2 separate regions of the Sus scrofa genome follow, and region 1 is linked to region 2. A link is a contact called in public HiChIP or PLAC-seq data. All regions are on one chromosome and are shown on one strand. The core of a region is the stretch at or near the end of the contact, and the rest is flanking DNA. Distances in the headings are between cores, read along the strand shown.

Evidence for each region. HiChIP or PLAC-seq counts read pairs in DNA pulled down with a chosen protein or histone mark.
Region 1: a contact with region 2 is called in an H3K27ac HiChIP or PLAC-seq map of alveolar macrophages. The contact joins two enhancer-like sites. A contact is called at or near these places in 4 of 47 Hi-C or Micro-C datasets (blood, embryonic fibroblasts and mesenchymal stem cells) and 1 of 2 datasets of contacts at active chromatin or transcription factors (alveolar macrophages).

The regions. Positions count from the first base shown.
Region 1 is chr13:67,793,659-67,799,412 of Sscrofa11.1, forward strand. The region is part of intron 2 of VGLL4 (transcription cofactor vestigial-like protein 4); the gene reads right to left. Among named protein-coding and RNA genes, the nearest start is that of VGLL4, 77 kb to the right of the region's middle. Within about 2 kb of position 4,368, at least 3 of the 83 cell types and tissues checked have an H3K27ac peak or open chromatin away from gene starts, as enhancers often do. A contact at or near this core is called in alveolar macrophages, where this site is marked.
Region 2 is chr13:67,705,899-67,711,509 of Sscrofa11.1, forward strand. It overlaps VGLL4 (transcription cofactor vestigial-like protein 4), which reads right to left. Exons shown (of 7, transcript XM_021071114.1): 5 at 363-585. Among named protein-coding and RNA genes, the nearest start is that of VGLL4, 160 kb to the right of the region's middle. Within about 2 kb of position 2,718, at least 24 of the 83 cell types and tissues checked have an H3K27ac peak or open chromatin away from gene starts, as enhancers often do. A contact at or near this core is called in alveolar macrophages, where this site is marked.

The DNA of each region.
Region 1 (5,754 bases), core at 3,118-5,617, 89 kb after region 2:
ACTACGAAAATATTTTCCTTTGTGCTAGAAAGTATGCTATTCTTCAAACTGTGAAATACCCCAATCTCAAAGTTTTACCTTGCACGCTTCAGCACATATCTTTCCCATTAGGATTCCTTTTTTGTTTGATTTAATGTTACAGCCTTAAAAATATATATAGCTCTTGGGAGTACCCACTGTGGCACAGCAGAAACAAACCAACTAGTATCCATGAGGACACCAGTTCAGTCCCTGACCTTGCTCAGTGGGTTAAAGATCCAGCATTGCTGTGAGCTGTGGTGTAGGTCGAAGATGTGGCTCAGATCCTGTGTTGCTGTGGCTGTGGCGTAGGCCAGCAGGTGCAGCTCAGATTCAACCCCTAGCCTGGGAACTTCCATATGCTGCAGGTGCAGAACTAAAAAGCAAAAAAAAAAAAAAAAAAAATACACACACACACACATGGTTCTTGGGGGACTTGGGCCTATGAAACACCAAAGGGAAATCATTTGAATTTAGTACTCAAAACTAAAAATGAAGTAATTGTGGGATCCTAAGACTTTTAAGCATTGTATTAACTGAACTTTCACGCCAGCCTTACTTCCAACAGATCAAGGAAATTGCAGAACACCAAAGAGCTACAAAACCAGTCCCTTGCACACTTTCATCTCATCAGGGTAGCTGTCAGACCAAACAGCAAGACTATCACACACTAAAGACTTCACAAAAATGGACACAGGTACCCTGCTTGTTTCTTTGCAGACACTAAGTGAAAAGGACCTAAGCATACTGATTTCAAAGTCAAAATTCTTGCCACACCAGAGAGAAGGACCCTCCCAGTGGAACGTATTCATTCAGAGGCAGCTGCTTGTAGCCCCAGCACTCCCCAAACTCACAGAGCAGTCAACGGCTACCCTGAAAGATCAACACACCAGAGAAATTACACTACAAAGAATTTGAAATTTATGAACTAACATTTCCCCATGAGATAAAAAGAAAGGGCATAACCTCTTTTTTTTGTTCTTTTTAGGGCCACACGCCTGGCATATGGAAGTTCCCAGGCTAAGGGTCAAACTGGAGCTACTGCTGCCGCTTATGCCACAGCCACAGCAACTGAGGATCTAAGCCATGTCTGTGACCTACACCATAGCTCGTGGCAACTCTGGATACCTTACCTCCTGAGCAAGGCCAGGGATCAAACCCACATCCTCATGTATACTCCTCGGATTCGTTTTTATTGCACCACAATGGGAACTCCCAGGCATAACTTCCTTGAAATAAGAACTCAGAGAAGAAAGAGTAAGACAACAAGGAGAGGTGATGAGAGTTCAGGGAAGAAATAGAAAAGAAGAACTAGGCTATGGCAGAAATGGACGCCACATTAGGAAGAAATCAAAGAAACAGACGATGATGAAAAACTGAGCTTCAGTTCAGTATATGAAGGACAGGATTCAGGAAAGCACAGGGTTTGGTACATGGGTGAGCTGTCACTTGGCCAATGTTTTCTGCAGACTTTCTGGAAAGAAGCCGAGGAGAGCTATCAGAAGAGACATTCTTCTCTGGTGAATATGGTGTAGCCACCCTGTTACTACAAAGGAGGTCAGCCAAGGACAAAGCCACAGAGAAATGAAGCCAGAACACCAGGAGCCTTTGAATCAAACTGCATCTGGAGGCCACCTGATCTTCACACTGTCCTGCTATGTGAATTATTAAACTCCTTTTATTTTTAAGCTCATCTTTGAGTTTTCTATTACCTGCATCAAAAGCTTCTTCTTACGAGAGTTTTTAAAACTACCGAAATAGAAAACAGAAAATCTTTCACAATTTTAAAATAACACACCACAAAGACAAAACTGAAAAATTATCCAAAACAGTAGGAGAAAACAGCAAAATGGCTTGTTATAAAATTAACTTATCAAAACCCATAATAACAAAATTACAGGTGTGGTAGACGCAATCTGGTAGCCAATTCAAAATACACTCCCTGGAGTTCCCATTGTGGCACAGCGGAAGTGAATCTGACTAGGAACCGTGAGACTGTAGGTTTGATCCCTGGCCTCACTCGGTGGGTTAAGGATCTGGCGTTGCTGTGAGCTGTGGTGTAGGTCACAAATGCAGCTCGGATCTGGCGTTGCTGTGCCTGGGGTATAGGCTGGCAACTGTAGCTCCGATTCGACCCCTAGCCTGAGAACCTCCATATGTCATGGGTGCGGCCCTAAAAGAAAAAAAGAAAAATACACTCCCAACTCCTTTCTTCCTTATTACCTCCACTGGAGGGACTGAAAAAACTAAATATCTACTCTGTATTCCAGAGTTTCTTATAATTAAGAGTAGCCATGTAACACAGACCTGGCCAATGAAACATAAACAAAAGTTTGCTCTGGGCTTTTGGGAAAGCTTTTGCTTTAAAAAAAAAAAAAAAAGTTAGATACGGCTCATGATACCCTTTTTTCTCCTCCTCCCTTCCCTGACTTACTGTCTTAAATGCAAATGCAATGCCTGGAGATAAGGCAGCCATTTTGTGACCGTGAGTGAAAAGCATCAGAAGGCTGCAAAAGAAATTTAACAGTAGTTACTTCAGAAAAACTAGGAACTTGAGATGGGAGAGGATTTTCTTCACTGACTGAATCTTTTTTAAAAACATTTTATAATAAAGACTGGTAAATAAAGGTGGAGTTTTTTTATATAATGATTTTTTTTTTCATTATAGCTGGCTTACAGTGTTCTGTCAATTTTCTACTGCACAGCATGGTGACCCAGTTACACATACATGTGTAGATTCTTTTTTCTCACATTATTCACGCTCCATCATAAGTGACTAGACATAGTTCCCAGTGCTACACAGCAGCATCTCATTGCTTATCCATTTTAAAGGCAAGAGTTTGCATCTATTAACTCCAAGTTCCCAACCCATGTTTTTTTGCTTTTTTTAGAAATACAGAAGGAAGCGTTATCGGGGTCACTGAGCGTAGTTAGGAGATTTTAAAGAGAGAACAACTAAAGGCTGAGCAGGCAAAATAGCAGAGGAAAAGGTATTCAGGATCAAAATGATATGAAGCATGACTTTACTGAAGCAAAAGATTTCAGGGAGAGAAAGTAATAGAAAACATAACTGAAAAGACAGTTAAATATTAAATAAAGGTTGAGGACCAGGAATAAATCAGACAGAAATCAAACTTGACTCTATAGTAACACACTGTAGTAAAGAGTCCCATAGGTTCACTTTGGGGAAAGAGAGGGAGTAATATGATAAAAACAATGTTTGAAGATCAGTCCAAGATGCAAAATAAGTTGTGAGAGAAAGAAGCAAAAGAAAAAGGAAGCGAAAGTCACAACCAATTCATCCAACTCCACTTTCAGTTTTCAAAATTAAATTAGCAGTACCTGATAAAAGGAATTGTGTTGTTGCACATGATAAAGAACTTGGACAGCTCGATTACTACACATTATTTCTTTACATACTATTTCTGAGAGCAGCAATATGATGTATTTAACTTCTCAATGCTGAACCCAATGTAGAATACATTTGCCATTTCTTCTTCCACTTCAAGTATAAATTCCAACCAGTTTCAAAAAGCATTACCTCTTCTTTCCAAAGATCAGCATTCTCATCTATTAAATAAAGGAGATGGACCAAAAGTGCCCTTTTCAAGTCTAAGACTCTGTGTCTAGTTTAACCTCAGAACTGGTGGGAATGGTAGCTGAGAGTATCTGGGAACAGAGAGAGCTGGGGACCTGGGATTGAGTAACTGAGGCTGTGTTTAACGGGTTACTAATGACACCTGAGCACAAAGCAACTGAATCACACTGGATAAAACTTCCTGAACATTATTTCAGAGGTCCTCCACTTAGGAACCTGTACTCCCCAGTTATTTATCTTGAATGGGGGATCCCTAACAGCTACAGTAACTATAAGATACATAGATACATGAGTAACTTGCTATATAAAAAGTAAAAACTCACCCAGAATACCATCATTTTTTTCCCCTTCTTTTCTTTTTCTTTTCTTTTCTTTTTTTTTTTTTTTTCTTCTTCTTTTTTAACAGCTGTACCTGCAGCATATGGAAGTTTCCAGGCTAGGGGTCGAACTGGAACTGTAGCTGTGACCTGTGCCACAGTCTTGGCAACGCTGGATCCAAGTTGCATCTGTGACCTTCACCACTGCTTACAGCAACACTGGATCTTTTACCCACTGGGTGAGGCCAGAAATCGAACCTGCATCCTCACAGAGACAACATCAGGTCCTTAAAACCTGCTGAGCCACAACAGGGAACTCCACTATCATCTTAATGCATAAATGGTTTCTGTTTTTTATTGAGTTAGTTCCCCTCTATTTCTTTACAATAAGAAAATGTGACTCATACATGCAAATGGTGTATTACTCAGCCTTTAAAAAGAAAGAAATCCTCCCATATGCAACGGCATGGGTGAGCCTGGAGGACATTACGATAAATGAAGTAAGCCAGTCACAGGATAAATACTGCATGATTATCTTAGATAGGAATCTAAACAGTCAGATTCATGGAAACAGCAGGATGATGGTCATGAGGGGCTGGGTGCAACGGGAGTTGCTGTTCAACAGGATGAAGTTTGAGCTAGCAAGATAAATATGTTCTAGAGCTCTGCTGTATAGTACTGTACCTACATTTAATAATACTGTAGTGTGCACTTAAAATCTGTTAAGAGGGTAGATGATTTCACATTAATTGTTCTCACCAAAATTTTTAAAACACCAATAACATATATTGAAGAACATCATTCACTATCATATGTTTTGTTTCTATACACATTGCTGTGATAAAATCATCTAATCAATACAGCATTTGGATCAATTACAGAAATCATCTTTAATATTCAGCTTCTCAGTATTTTTTACCATCAACTTTTTAGACATTGTGAACTTTCATTGTTACCTAATTAATGCAATGATAGATTTCTGACACTGAGATATTCTCTTCTGTAAATCTTTATCTGCACATAAAGATATGTATTTTTCAAATTTTTTTAGGCGTTCCCATCATGGCGCAGCAGAAACGAATCTGACTAGGAACCATGAGGTTTCAGGTTCCATCCCTGGCCTTGCTCAGTGGGTTAAGGATCCAGCATTGCCTTGAGTTATGGTGTAGGTCGCAGACACGGCTTGGATCTGGCGTTGCTGTGGCTCTGGCGTAGGCTGGCAGCAACAGCTCCAATTAGACCCCTAGCCTGGGAACCTCCATATGCCACGGGAGTGGCCCTAAAAAGGACAAAAGACAAAAAAAAAAAAATTTAAAAGACGTTTTTGGAGGAGTTCCCATCAATGGCGCAGCAGAAACGAATCTGACTAGAAACTATGAAGTGGCAGGTTTGATCCCTGGCCTCGCTCAGGAGGTTAAGGATCCAGCGCTGCCATAAGCTGTGGTGTATGTCGCAGACACAGCTCGGATCTGGTGCTGCTGTGGCCAGCAGCTGTAGCTCCAATTAGACCCCTAGCCTGGGAATCTCCATATGCCTTGGGTGTGGCCCTAAAAAGGCAACAACAACAAAAAAAAAAAAAAAAAAAAAAAGAGAGAGAGAGAGAGAGAGAGAAGAATGTTTACAGCCCTGGGATGCAACCCAGGCTCAGTAAGTAACTGTGTCATCGCAGAATGCAGCGGCAGAGCCAACAGAAGTTTCAATAGAAAAGCATTTAAATTTTTTAAACTAAATAACAGGGAGTTCCCATCATGACTCAGTGGTCACAAACCCAACTAGTATTCATGAAGACACAGGTTTGATCCCTGGCCCTGCTCTGTGGGT
Region 2 (5,611 bases), core at 1,468-3,967:
TCTAACCCCACCTGTGAGGCTAATGTAGGATTAATGTAGGATTCCCCTTAGGATCATGGCAGGGGTCCTAGGAAGGCTGCTAGGAATACACCTTATCTAGATGGCATGTGTGCTTTCTGCACAGACCCTGAGCCCCACGGGACAAGGCCCAAACAGGCTCAGATTGGAATTAAAATGCAAGGTATAGCATTTGGTGAGACGATCCTGCTGCTGGCACCGTGTAGAGCCAAGGTGGGTTACCCCCCATATCTCTCATCACCTGCCTCGGCTCTGCCAGGAGCCACGGAGCCACCCATCCCCCACCCCCTGGCGCCTGGACCCACTACCAGCCACCAGCCGAGCGCCACAGAACAAAGACATACCTGCTGCCGCTCCACTGGGGTCAGGGTGGGTGAGATGCCGGCTGGCCTGCTGGTGTCTAGGCTGTTCTTGGTCAGTGCGAGGGGCTGCTCCATGCTGAGGCTGGGGAGGGACGTGTACAGGTGGCTGCCGTGCAGGCTCATGGTGGGGGCCGCGGCGCGCTCGATGGGGCTGCGGCTCCGCTCCCGGGGGTCTTTCCGGCAGTCTCCATTGGCAGTCTTGCTCCTGAAAAGAGGAGTGAGCGCTCAGGTGGGAACCTGAAGCTTCCATGGGCGAAGGGGCCTTCGACCACAGCCAGGCGCTCTCACCCATCCCATCGCCCCCCACCTTGCTGTGGAGAAGTCCCACACCACTATCGCCCCGTTTTCTGAGGTGTGGGTCAAACAGCTAGTTGGTATTGAAGAGCCAGGATGCTCGCCCAGGTTGGCGCTGGGTGAAGAACCTTCCCAGGCCCGAATCGGCTCCAGGGGGCCATCCAGACGAAGGCAGCGGCCCATCAGAGTGCTTCTACAACTCCCTGGCTAACAGCCCTGAGACCTCACCTGTGTGCTTGAGGCTGGCTTGGTTTGACAAGAACCTGCCATTACCAAGGATGAAGGCGGTGATGATGCCAAAGCAGCCGATGCCTCCCACACGCCGGCTCCTGCTCCAGGCCTCACCAGCCTCAGCGCATGAGGTCTCCCCAACAGCACTGGGAAGACCCCATAACCACCCCTCCCCAGAGGAGCCACCCTGCAGATGGAGCACGTGCCTGTCAGGTGGCAGGGGCTTGGGGGTGAGGCCCTCGCAAGCCTCAGCGGCTCTTAGAGGCCACAGACGGGGGTGTCCTGGTCAAAAGAGCTGCCTCGGAGGGTCTCAGTGGGGAGGGGCCATTATACAAACATAAAGGACTGCACTGGTACAGGGCAGGGGATCTGTGAGCATTAGCGGAACCAAATCTGCCGCAAACATAGTTCATCAGCTACAGAGGAACTAACTGCAAAGGCACAGCATTTCTTCCCTTTACTCTCCGGTCTGCTCTGCAGGAGGACTTGGAGGCAATTACATGGTACACGGCCAGCCACTGGGACCACCATGGAGCGGGTTCTGGTCAGAGTCCAGAAGAAGCACTCCACACAAGCCACAGGCCTTCCCATGATGATTCAGAAGGCGTCACAGGCCTTGACGGCAGAGTCTCCGCGGCTGTGATCTCGAGCGCCGATTTCCCGCAGAACCTCACAGAAGTGCCATGCCCGCCTGAGGGGTTTCAGGCCTATGGGAGAGGGCCTGGCGTTTACCGGACGGATGTTTATGACTAAGTATCTGAATTCTCAGAGTGTGAAAGACCCCACCGTTACAGACTCACTTTCAGTATCAGCTTTCTTTCTAAATTGGAGTAAAATAAAATGCAATGTATGACAAACTATGTAAATTGTGCTTCCCTGACACAGTCTCCCCTCCCTCCCCCAAAAAGTGAGGTTTTGGGGCCCAAGCAGGCTTAGGGACAGAGGTGCGAGCTTTGTTGTCAGTCTACCTCCGCCCAGTCCCGACTCCACGATATTCACCCAGTGTCCACCCAGCCCATCCCGCGGGTCCCAGGGAGGAACACATGGCACTGCTTTCTCCTAGACCCGTGATCTGGGGAGGACAGGAAGGCCGGGGCTGGGGCATCAGGCTCCCACGTGGCGACGGAAGCATGGCAGAGTCAGCGCCGGAGGTGTGTCACCTGTGCTCACAGCCACACCCAGTGGCCCTGAGGACGGGACTCGGGGGAGCAGGCCACCACAGGCAGGACACGGTGGGCATCGCGCAGCAGAAAAGACACTGAAACACACAGCAAACGTCTGAAGAGCCCGCTGGTTAATTTTAGTAAAATTATACATGACTCACATTTCCAGCTCACTTGCTGGAGCTTCAAGACAGACACTGTTTTCCACCCCCGGTGAATCATAGCCCAGCCTCCTTGCTTCCCGGGCGTCGTGCTCATGGACCCAAACCACACTCTTCCTGCCCGAGAGGCCCCAACGTCGCCTCCGTTCTCAGAGTGGGAGTCTGCTCGTGAGGAGCCAAGTGCAGCCCCTTTGGAGCCCAAAGGGCTCAGGGGCAGCCAGATGCTGAGAACCCGCCAGTGACCAGGGCTCGGGGACTGTTCCAAGTCCCAGGGACCCTTTCCTGTCCTGGGGAGGGGATCCCCTCAGCCAACCGTTTCAGGAAGGTGAACAGGGAAGGGGCCACAAAGTAAAAAGGTGATGCTTTCCTGCAGGACAAAGTGCTCTGGAGAAATGGATGCCACGTGCTGCCACTCCACCCCGTGAGGTGTGAAGCTGGGGGAGGTTCACTCGACTCCGGGCAACGAAAGTGTGAGGAGTCCATCACGTGAGAAAAGTGCACCACAGCCTCTTGAACTCATTCACATGAGACGCTCTGCCCTTTGACCTACTGGAGCTCAGAGCTGAAGGAAACCCCCAGGAAAGTCTTTCTTGACGTTCTCGGGCCTGAACTGAATTCCTTCACTGCCGACCCATCCTCATCCCGGGGACCCTTCCTCATCCGGCCATTAATTAACCAAACCAACCTGAGTCTGAACTCTTAGGACAAGGGAGGGGAAGTGGATCTAAGGCACTTCCGTCAATCCTTTGGAGGATATGCTCTGGGGCCCTGGGGGTCCCCATGCTGCAGACCCTTCGGCCCAGGTAAGACAAGGCCCAGTCCAGCCCTTGCCCCCTGGCTTCCCCACCCTGGGGCCCAGGCTCTGGTAACAACTAAACATGCCTGAGGTGACAGGATGACTGCGTGGGGTGCAGGACATTCTTGGCAGGAGTGGACTGACACTGTGGCAACACCCACTATGCACAGGGGTGGAGTTTAGATGGAGTTCAAAGCAGGAAGAAACTGGGAACAGGGCGAGGCCAGGAGGGAGCAGAGCCCATGAGGGTCGCAGGACAGGGCCTGTCTCCAACTCAACCCCCTTCCCTCTGCCCTTCATCCCTCACAGAACATCCACCCTCTGTGAACCTGTGGGCCGGTACTAAACCTTCACAGCCCAACTAGTAATAATCAAATTGTTAAAGCATCTTTAATTTTTAAAGCTTCCTCAGAGAAGAGACTTAATGCTACCGGACCTTACACTTAACAATGCCTAAAATGGCACTATGTATGTATCACAATTAAGTAACAATCAGAGTTCCTGTTGTGGCTCAGCAGTTAGTGAACTCGACTAGCATCCATGAGGACACAAGATCGATCCCTGGCCTCTCTCAGTGGGTTAAGGATCCAGTGTTGCCATGGCTGTGGCATAGGCTGGTGACTACAGCTCTGACTGGACCCCTAGCTTGGGAACCTCCAAATGCCATGGGTGTGGGTCTAGAAAGACAAAAAGACCAAAAAATAAAAAATTAAATTAAATTAAAATAAAATTTTAAAATAATAATTTTAAAAATTAAAGAGTTACTGTTGTGTCTCAGCGGGTTAAGAACCCAACACAGTGTCATGAGGACGTGGATTTGATCCCTGGCCTTGCTCAGCAGATTAAGGACCCCACAGAGCTGTAAGCTGCAGTGTAGGTCACAGATGCTGCTCGGATCCTACATTGCTATGGCATAGACCTCAGCTGCAGCTCTGATTAGACCCCTTGCCCAGGAACTTCCATATGCCATGGGTGTGGCTGTAAAAAAAAATTTTTTTTAATAAAGAAAATAAAAATAATAAAAAAAATAAAGAACAAAAAGTGTCTCCCCACCACCATTACTTGCTGAGTTGCGGGGTTTATGATGTGGATCAAGTAGATGGCACTATCTCAGTTTTTCAGAAAAGAAGACCGGGGTGGGGAAAATAAGCGCTCAGCCTGATGTAGGCAGGACGTCCACCAGGTGTTCCGCCTCCACCCCAAGCTTCAGGAGGCATTCCCTGACCCCTGAAACTGCAGGGCTGGAGGACACACTGGGGACCCTCGTAGCATGAGGGGACAGGCCCCCTGAGGTACCCCCCAGGCCGCTGTTATGTGTGGCTGTTCCCAGGGTGACTGGATGTCGGCGCCCTGCCCTTCACGCCCCGCCCCTCCCCAGTGTGCGGCGCAGGGCTGAGCACAGATGCCTGAACAGCCCTTCATTCACTGAGGAAGTGAACTATTCAGGGCACGCATCCTGTGTGAGTCCAGTTACCAGCGTCTGTGGTAAAGGAAGGGGCATTAAGGAAATCACAGGGGAAACTCCCAGCAGGAAAGACTTTTTTCTGAGAAAGGAGAATTTAGGGAGCATTTAAACAGCAGGCACACACAGCAGTGAAACGGTCTCTCCTTTTTCCTTCCCCATTGGTTTTCCTCCCCCAACTTCGACCTGTCCCCCAGGTCATCCAGACTTCACGTCTCACCTCCTCCTTTCTCCTTGTGAGCAGAACCCACTGCTTCCCAACCAAGCAGGAGGGGGTCTGGGTGTGTCTCTGAGACATCCTGGTCCAGTGCGTCACTCTGCTCAGTACCAATTTTATACGGGAAGCGGGGTGGGGGAGGGCACCGCTGAGCAGAAGGCAGGTGGTGGCTTGGGGAGGTGGTGGGAGGTCAGGCCCAGACACCCTCCTGAGTACAAAATGGTGAGCTGTGTCTCATGGGCAGGAAAAAGCTGACAAAGACTGGCCTTCAGAGCATCCCAAAGACATAGGACGACCTGCGGATTCTGTGCAGCCACACCAAGGACATCCTGCTCAGCAGTGACCTGGGCCTTTGCCTTGAGGAAGGTTGTATTGTATGTGACAACTGTCACTGCTTAATGTCACTTCATCATTAAGAAAAAAGTCACAGCCCGACCACATCAAAGGTTCAAGGGACCCAACCTGAGCAGAAGAACCCCACAGTTGGCAAACTACATCACTGCCCACCTCCACCCTGGCCCCCACCCTTAACTTAGCATTCCCCTTCCTGCAAGTTCAGATTTCAAAATCCACCATCTGGAAATAAGTGACACCCTCCTCACTGGGTATGTCACATGACCATCTGGGAGACTCATTGGTAGCCTCAGAGACCCCAAAGGAAAGGGTGTTACAAGGCAGGGAGCCCCTCTGAATAAACAGTTTAACCTTGATTATCTTTATTATCATAGACTATCATATACTGAATGCAAACCTATCCTCCTACTGGATCCACCACAACATTGCAAAATAAACATCAAAATCCACACTGCACAGATGAGAAAACTGAGGTTCAGGGAGGTTCAATAACCTGCCTTAAGGTCGCAAAACACGCACGGTACAAGGGTTCTAGTTTATATATGCCTGGCTC